Regions from separate parts of the Zea mays genome. Here region 1 is linked to region 2. A link is a contact called in public Hi-C data. All regions are on one chromosome and are shown on one strand. Each heading gives the region's core, a stretch centred on a gene start, on an enhancer-like site or on the middle of the called end of the contact. The rest is flanking DNA. Distances are from core to core; before and after follow the strand shown. Region 1 has its middle 15 kb from the start of LOC103635933. Region 2 holds the start of LOC103635931 (putative serine/threonine-protein kinase-like protein CCR3).

Region 1 (4,650 bases), core at 1,122-3,621, 39 kb before region 2:
TAAATAACTGTCTCGCAAAAATGGGTCTACAAACGTCTTCTAATTGATAAAGACACCATTTACCGCATTTCCTCTCTTTTGTATTTTTTTACGTGTATTCTCTTCTCCACTAGACAGATTTGCCCTTCTCTCATTCTATCGTTGAGATATCGCTGTTCTTGTTAGTCTCCTGTACGCAGCGCCGCAGAGGTCAAGCTGAACGAGGGAGCGCTCAAGCTCTTCCTCCAATGCATTCCTCTTGCTGGTGGGCAAGCTTGCTCAGACCATCGACCATGGTTTTGATGGTCACTGCGCGACGGCCACCACCGCACCGGACTTCGCCACAGAGGAGCAGTCCGCGCGCGTCCGCCGGGCTCGGCCAGAGAAGAGCAGAGAGAAACGCAGTTGAACCAGGAGATAGAGACGAACGATTGAAAGTAGAAACCCGGGGCAGGGGCAATTTTGACTCTTAGATGATAAATACATGGAAACAAATTATAAAAAGGAATAATACACCTTAAATGATAGTATAATCAATTAGAATATATTTATAGTCCCTTTTTTACGAAGAAAATCTTTCAAATGGCATTTGTGCGAAGCGTAATGTTTAGAGTCCCAAATATGCAATTATCTCGATATCAAATATAGAGCTCTCAATTTACATAGGAGGACTGCCTTGTGAAGTGGACAACGAGTCCAGTCTTGACATTGATGGAGAATAAAGCATTTATTTTCTGAAGGAGTTTGGAGAACCTAGTTCTGGTAAAATTTCTTCGCCAATAAGACCATTGCAAATATTTGTATTTGCCAGTGCATAATTTGCGCTAATAGCAGTACCGGACAACCAAGTAAATGAGCCATTTCGTGACCCCATCATGGTATTAGTCCCAAACATACCATGTTCTTCTTAGGAGAAATGTCTTGTCATCCCCATGAACATTTTCAGGAGACAAGCTCTGATAAGAATCACAGTGGTATCCAAAGCTCACATTGAGACCGCTACAACTCTTGACATGTTTTCGTGTGCATCCCTAGCAAGTGCACAGAGGCCAGAACTTAGACTCCCTGTCATCTAAATAACGAAGTATTCCTTCCTGTTAACATGGTACTACCTCCATCCCTAAAAAATGTAATTTTAGGTTTGAACCGGTCAAAACTCTACTAAGTTTATGAAAAATAGTATCAACATCTATTACTTCAAACAAATATAATATGAGAATATATTTCATGATGTATCTAACGTAAATAAAAAAATTGGCATCATAGAAATTAAAAGCTTTTTGTATAAATTTTGCTGAATTTGAGATGAATTGATGAAAAAGAACACTGGAATGCTATTCTTTCTAGGATGGAGGAAGTACGTTCGTTTGACTATTTTTTTTTTTTGTCTCCTAGATTTAAGAGCATGGAAATTACATATCAGGTGCCAATCACCATTGAAATAAGAGAAGTCAAGTCAGACTTGTGCAGGTTGTCATATTTTTTGTTTATATTTTTGAATAAATATTTTAAATAAAACGGGTGGTTAAAGTTTTCGATATATATTTGTGAATGAAGGTAGTATTGTTTAAAAAAAAATCAGAGAGAAAGAGGAGGAGAGAATCAGTGAAGTGCAAACAAAATTGAAGGTCAAGTTCCAATCCGACCAGTGGATTGAGTCGAGTCAGACATGGCATGCTGCCGTCGAATAAACCAGCATGGACAAGGTCGGCCTATCCATGGCATGGGAAATTAAATGGAAGCTTTGCTTTGACGACGGTGTCTCTCGCCTGGATTCTGGATTTGACGATTCCTGTCCTGTGGTTCCATTCCTACTGGTTCTGATTCCTACGCTTCATCAGTCAGTCCCTGTGAGGGACCAGACGATGCGGGGAGGGATCGGAAAAAGGAACAGGCAACGTGCAGGGATGGAGGGATCGGAATCATTGCTGCCAAATACGTAATTTCTCATTCAAACTGACCTTTCCTTGAAATGCGAAGAGGCAAATACTTCCCATTCACATGATGAAAGGCATGCTGCTTCAATTCTGAAACTGTGCGGTGGTGGGACAACTGGAGCCATGGCACGGATCGGAGGAGCTACGGGTGTGGTGTGGTGTGGTGTGGTGTGGACGATGGGAACAGACAGGGCAGTGGAAAGCTTGTTGATGCTCCAGGGAAGCGTACAAGTCTGCATGCGTCCACACGGCAGATCGCACACACGAGCACGGGAGATTATTCAGTTCTGTTCTCACAGGGACAGGGATCCACCGTTGCTATGTATGTATACACACTAGTCTAATACCCACGCTAACACAACAGTCCCAGAGAGAGACAGTGAGGGACCGGCAGCGGTGGCGCGAGGGAGGAGAGGACAGTATTAGGCTATCTGCAGCGCACCACCCTTCCATCCTCTCCCCTAACACTGCTCACGTCATAGCGACTGCAGTAACCACGCTATCACCCGCACCGCTGCTCCCTACCTTGCACCCTACCGAGCGTCTCCCTTCTCTCTCACATCAGATCAAGGGGATACTGTGCCAGCCCCCTTCCGTCAAAATCCGTGCACGCCAGTATTTTTTAGTTGAGAAAAAAGTGGTAATGAATGATGAATAGGTATGGAAAATAATATTTATAGTTATAGTGGGATATAGAGAGAGTATTTAGGGGAAACCGCTGCGGGAGATGAAAAAATAGGGGAGAAAATAGAGGGGAAAAGTGATATAGGGGAAAAAAATTTAGGGATAACGGTTGCGGATAGCCTTAGGGACATTTTGGCAGTGAAGAGAAAAAAATCCCTTGGAAACTAACCCAGGAGGGGATTTTATATGCCACCTTAGACTAGCCGCAGCGGTAGACGCTGCCTCTCCCCCTCCCCTTGCATGCGGCGCGTAGGGGGCACCCTATGGCCGCAGCGGTGCCCCCTACAACGCCCCCTACGTGTCGGTCCCCTTCTCTCTCCCCCCAGATTTAGCGTGTCACTGTTCATCACCCTAAACACTGTGCTGTGGGTCCACGACTAATTGTTAGTAGAAAAAAAAATTGATAGTTGATATAGAAAATGATATTTTATAGTGGTAGTGGGGTATAGAGGGAGTATTTAGGGGGAACCGCTGCGGGAGATGAAAAAATAGGGGGGAAAATAGGAGGAAAAAGTGATATAGGGGGAAAAATTTAGGGGTAACGGTTGCGGATAGCCTTATTTCCCGGAGAGAATCTCCCCTCCCAGGTATATTTTCCTGGCATTGTTTGGAAAGAAAGGTGCTAAATACCCCTCTTGAGCAAAAAAATACATCAAAAATTTAGAAAAAATCAAACAAAAATAAGGAATATTTAGAAAACTCATAAACAATAAAACATCACTAAAAATCCAGAAATATGAAGCATGTATCAATACTACAATGCCCGTTTAATATCATCATCACATAATATCATCTAATATTCAACGAAGCTAATCCATCCATCATCACATCACATAATATCATCATCTCCATTCACACGTACAGATAGACAATATAGTATAAAAATGGAGTACTAGGAAGTTTGGCAGTAGAATAAGACATCTAAAACATGAACGTCACAAGTCAACTTTATGCGTTTTAGTGTCATGCCAGCTTCCTTCTCCATGTCCGCTTCATGTGTTGCTTCCACTTAACACACTGCAAGTAACACCAATTGACACACATTTTAGTTTATATGGTTACACAATTATATAGTTCAATGCTAGTAGCATAGCATAGAAGTGTGATTAAACAATATATAGCAGTAGGAGTTAGTAGATGAAATGAATCAATTTAGTATATACACAATGAACATTATCTTAGAAAGACTAGGTGTGAAGTAAATGTGAAATACAAAAGCATATTATATATATACACGATTGCAAATTCTTGGTATATGTTAAACCAAAGGTCAGATAAGTTGTTAATAATGCACTGGCTCTCTACTAACTTAAGCATCTAGTGAGTTATACTTATATGGAGTTAAGCTTAAGCCTCAATCACAAGTCACAGTGGAAGATTCAGCATGATAACAAAGTCAAGCATACTTCAATTATGTAACAGCCAAGCATGTAAACTGGATTGAAATTTCAGTTATTAAACAGATTGGAGTACTTCATACTTCAATTATGTAACAGCCAAGCATTAAGCTTCCTTAGCTAGACGCCTAGAAGCACTGTAAGCCCATCTCTTATAACCAGCAAGTTCAGACTCCAATTGCATACTCCAATCAGCAAGTTCAGACTTCAGACCATATTTTATTTTATTTTATTAAAAAAACAAGACAAAAATAACCAGTTTGTAATACAGTGAATACCTGTAAGCCCATCTCTTCATCGCCACATTCACCTCACATGCCAACATCACGTTTTGTGAAAGTGACCCTTTCCTATTTCGGTAAGGAGGAGCCTTATCTTCTGCAATGGTGATAGGTACATGGGTTCCGTCAATTGCTCCAATGCAATTCTGTATAAAAGGAGAGGAAATTTAGGGCATGTTAAAGGGAAAAAGTTAAGGAAATCATGTTTACTATTGATAGGTCACCTAAAAAAAGGGCATGAACCTAGAATCAGTTATAATTTTTGGATGTGTCTGGATAGAATTGGGAAGCTTCACGAATCGCTGAGTTAGAGTGGGAACTATATCGAAAACTTCTGATATTTTTCGATGGATAGTCTCTCCACTATGTTGG
Region 2 (4,595 bases), core at 833-3,332:
AGCAAAACAATTTAGTCCCGAGCAAAGTTGGGGTACGTAGATCAAAGTTAGATCACACTTGCCATATATAAATTTGAAAGATTAGTTTTATTTATTTATTTATTTGTATCACTTGTATACACTCATGGATACATTTAATATCTGATCTTTAATTCACTCAGTCTGATACAAATGTGTCTTTAATTCGAAGTCAATAAGGGCATGTACAATGAATGTCTTAAGTTGTGTCTTAGAGTGTGTCTAAAAGGGTGAATGTAAAAAAACTCAAGACATGTATCTTGACGAATATATAATGTCTTGACTCTATGTTCGAGACAGAAGACTAGCTAATTGGTCACTTTAATTTATTGAATGCTATGATTGGTACAATGAATATGGTAAGATACATGTTTTAGACATGGCCACCGTATTATGTTATATTTTAGTTGTGTCTTATACTTGGAAGGTCGTGCAGCAGTGTCTAGGTTGTACATGTCCTAACCCTAATTTCCTGCTGGGAACCGGTCTGGAAACAAGCTGTGGTCTTATTCAACGCTATAGCCAGTACTTTTTATGCAAGCTACCTTTGTATTGTTTTTATTATTATTTAGGGAGAGAGAGAAGCACAGATAAGAAAAGTTGAAGGTCAAGTTCCAATCCGACCGGTCAGATACCGTTATTAGCGTCCAATCCGTGGCATGGAATGGAATCGACGACGATGCCTGTGTGTGTGTCTCTCTCTCTCCATGGATTTTGACGGTTATTAGCGTCTATCTCCATCATCGGCTTCCTAGCTAGTGGTAACTTCACCTGTGCCAAGTGCGAACACAGGCATCGTCAAAATCTACCGGTGCGTGGCAACCCTAGCAAGCAAGTGGTCGATACGATACGCATAGGAAAGAAACGAAAGGACAGGCAACGAACGTGTTGGAACCGGAATCAGGGCGAGCGTGAGAGATCCAGCTCCATCCTGCTCCTCTTTTTCCGCACCATACTCTCATTGCTGCTCCATCCTGCTGCTGCCTTCGCGGCCCCCATGATTAGCAGCCCCCAGCACCACGTCGCCGTTCAAACTCACAACCTTTTCCTTCCGGCATTGAAGAGCATGCATGATGGCAATCATCATGCTACTTTAATACGGAGTATTTTCTACCTCCCGGAGAGAAGCTACTACGAGTGTGTTGTTCATGTCATGTTGCCTTGAGAGCAGCAGTGTGGACGATGGAAACAGGGCGGGTCGAAAGCGAATTCAAGCAGCAGGTGCCAAACCAACCAACCACCCTACGTCCGCATCTGCAGTGTGAACATCTACTTCCATATATATATATACACATACCACGATGGATCTAATCGTCTAGCTACAAACGAAACGCTCCCAAGTTTCTCATGTAGTAGTTGCATTGTACGGGGTTAGCAATGCGTGTTTCTTCGTGGTTTATTACGACCGTCGGTCTTCGTTCTGCAGCTAATAAATATATATCGGAATAATACACACGCGCTAAAAGCAGCGAAGCTGCAAGCCCTATAATTAATACAACCTCTAGATTATGAATGTATAGCACCAAAACGGCTCTATATTAAACACCTACCGTACATGTCCTCATGTTGAATGGTAATTATACATTTTACATTTACATGCTATTAAGGCAATATACGATGCAATAATAATTATCGAGGTGAAGATCGCGAGCCAGACTTCGAAATGAGCCTAGCCTATGTCTTTAGCTCATTGATGCAATAATAATATTTCTGGTTAGCAGGAAACTTTCTCATTGTTGTACCTGCTGCAGATTTCTTCCTCTGCCCCTTCGCCGTATATTTATTGGGTGAAGAAGACGACAGCCGTAAAAACCACGAAGAAACACGCCCCGTACAACTACATGCCGACGAACGGGAGGAGGAAAAGCCATTGACGGACACATAGGAGCTGTTACTGTTAGGAACAGAGCAGAGCAGAGCACGGCACGGCACCAAACGAAAAAGCCCACGCGGAAGCGGAGACGGCGTCCAGGTCGTGCCCACCCCCCGACAATTCAACAGCAGCACCCGCCGGCCGCCGCGTGTTCTCTCCACCTTTTTTTCTTCCGCGCGCTTTTAGTCCATTTCGTCCGCGCGCTCCTCAGTTCCGTCTCCACGCGCCGCGCCTCGCCTCGCAGATGTCGGCGGCCGCCGCAGGGGCGCGCTCCTCCTCCACCTCCACCCAATGACCCCGCGGCCGCGCCTCCTCCTGCTCCTCCTCGCCATTGCCTTGCCCGCCGCCTCCGCCGCGTCCACGCTCGCCGTCTCGGCCTCCTCCACCTCCCCCACCGTCTGCGGCGTCGCCGAGCCCAACGGCACCGTCTACTGCGCGCCGCTCCAGGGGCCCTCCAGCTCCAACTCCGCCAGCCCCGTCGCGCCGTCCGCCATCGCCTTCGCGGAGCTCTCCGCGGGGCGAGGCTTCGTGTGCGGCCTGCAAGCGGGGGGCGCCGCGCTCTTCTGCTGGCCGTCCACGCCGGCGCCGCAGTGGGGGCAGCTCCGGCGGCTCTACAACGGGCCCGCCCCGCTCGCGGACCTCGCCGTCGGCGGCGGCCACGTCGCGGCCTACGACGCCTCCGGGAAGGTGGTCCTATGGTGGCGCGGCGGGGGCCGGTTCCCCGCGCGGGCCGACGGCGCGTTCCGCTCCCTCGTCTCCGGGGACGGCTTCTCCTGCGCCGTCCAGGCCAACGCGTCCGCCGCCGTCCGCTGCTGGGGCCCGCAGGGTAGCGCCGTGCAGGCGGGCCTCGCCAACGCGTCCGCCGCCCCGTACCTCGCCGCGGGGGGCGCCCGCGCCTGCGCCGTGCTCGCCTCCGGCGCCGCGCTCTGCTCGGGCTCGGACGCCTCCGCCGGCGCCCTGCCGCGGGACCTCTTCGGCTACGGCCTCGCCGTCGGCGACTCCCACGCGTGCGCGCTCCGCCGGCCCGACCACACCGCGGTTTGCTGGACCCTCGGGGGACCCACCACCACCCTGTACGAGCCGGCCCTGGGGATCTCCTTCGCCTTCCTCGTCGCCGGCGGCAACTTCACCTGCGGCGTCGCGTCCAGCGACTTCAGCGTGTACTGCTGGTCCGCGGGCGCCGTGGCCGCGCCGGTGCCGCTCCCGAGGATCCGCCCGGGCGTCTGCGTCAGCGACGACAGCTCATGCCGCGGGTGCGGCTTCATGTCGCAGTCGCAGAAGTTCTGCGGAGGCTCCGGCGGGATCTGCGACGCCCTCTGCGACGATTCGCCGCCGCCGCCTGCTCCCGCACCCCCTTCTCCGCCGCCGTCGTCGAGTAGACGCGTGTCCAAGGCCTGGATCGCGTTCTGCGTGGTCGGCGCGGTGGGTGGTTTCGCGGGGCTCTGCTCCATCGTCTACTGCCTCGTCTTCGGCTTCTGCAGCAACAAGCGGGTGCACAACTCGGTGCAGCCCAACATCAGTGCCGCCGCCGCCGGCACGGGTGCCGACAACAACGGCGGCGGCGGAGGTGCCGCAGCCTCCGGGAGCCCCTACGGGTCGCCGAACGGGTCGCGGGCGCGCGGCCTGTTCCGGCGGCAGCTGTCGCGCGCGATGACGCGGCAGCGCAGCGGGCCGTCGTCGTTCAAGGACCCCGCCGAGGAGTTCACCTTCGCGCAGCTGGAGGCGGCCACCAAAGGGTTCGCGCTGGAGGCGAAGATCGGGGAGGGCAGCTTCGGCACCGTGTACCGGGGCAAGCTCCCCGACGGGCGCGAGGTGGCCATCAAGCGCGGCGAGTCAGGCCCCCGCGCGCGCCGGTTCCAGGAGAAGGAGAGCGCGTTCCGGTCGGAGCTGGTGTTCCTGTCCCGGCTCCACCACAAGCACCTCGTGGGCCTGGTGGGCTACTGCGAGGAGGCGGAGGAGCGGCTGCTGGTGTACGAGTACATGAAGAACGGCGCGCTCTACGACCACCTGCACCCCAAGGCCTCGGCGGCGCCGTCGCCCGTGGCGTCGTCGTGGAAGCTGCGCATCAAGATCCTGCTGGACGCGTCCCGCGGCATCGAGTACCTGCACTCCTACGCCGTGCCGCCCATCATCCACCGCGACATCAAGTCGTCCAACATCCTGCTGGACGGCGGGTGGACGGCGCGCGTGTCGGACTTCGGGCTGTCGCTGACGGGGTCCCCGGAGCCATCGTCGGAGGAGTCGCGGTCGCAGCAGCTGGCGGTGACGACGAAGGCCGCCGGCACGGTGGGGTACATGGACCCGGAGTACTACGGGCTGCACCACCTGACGGTGAAGAGCGACGTGTACGGGTTCGGTGTGGTGATGCTGGAGTCGCTGACGGGGCGGCGCGCCATCTTCAAGGAGGCGGAGGGCGGGAGCCCCGTGAGCGTGGTGGACTACGCGGTGCCCAGCATCATGGGCGGGGAGCTCGGGAAGGTGCTGGACCCGCGCGCGCCGGAGCCCGCGGCGCACGAGGCCGAGGCGGTGGAGCTGGTGGCGTACACCGCCGTGCACTGCGTCCAGCTGGAGGGCAAGGACCGCCCCGCCATGGCCGACATCGTGGCCAACCTGGAGACGGCCTTCGCGCTCTGCGAGGGAAGCGACCGCGACCGCGGGACCGGCGCGTTCGGGAACAGCTCCTCCAGCGCCAGCCTCTCCGTCA

Evidence for each region. A called contact is a pair of places that touch in the nucleus more often than the background predicts.
Region 1: a contact with region 2 is called in a Hi-C map of leaf, with 2.5 times the contacts expected there. The contact joins the enhancer-like site here to the promoter of LOC103635931 in region 2. A contact is called at or near these places in 10 of 25 Hi-C or Micro-C datasets (ear, leaf, seedling and 2 more).

What each region holds. Positions count from the first base shown.
Region 1 is chr8:134,801,337-134,805,986 of Zm-B73-REFERENCE-NAM-5.0, reverse strand. It overlaps the pseudogene LOC100381859 and the pseudogene LOC103637296. Among protein-coding and RNA genes, the nearest start is that of LOC103635933, 15 kb to the left of the region's middle. Within about 2 kb of position 2,371, at least 14 of the 20 cell types and tissues checked have an H3K27ac peak or open chromatin away from gene starts, as enhancers often do. A contact at or near this core is called in ear, leaf and seedling, where this site is marked.
Region 2 is chr8:134,761,685-134,766,279 of Zm-B73-REFERENCE-NAM-5.0, reverse strand. LOC103635931 (putative serine/threonine-protein kinase-like protein CCR3) reads left to right here and starts at 2,082. Exons shown (of 1, transcript XM_008658303.4): 1 at 2,082-4,595. The coding sequence starts at 2,183.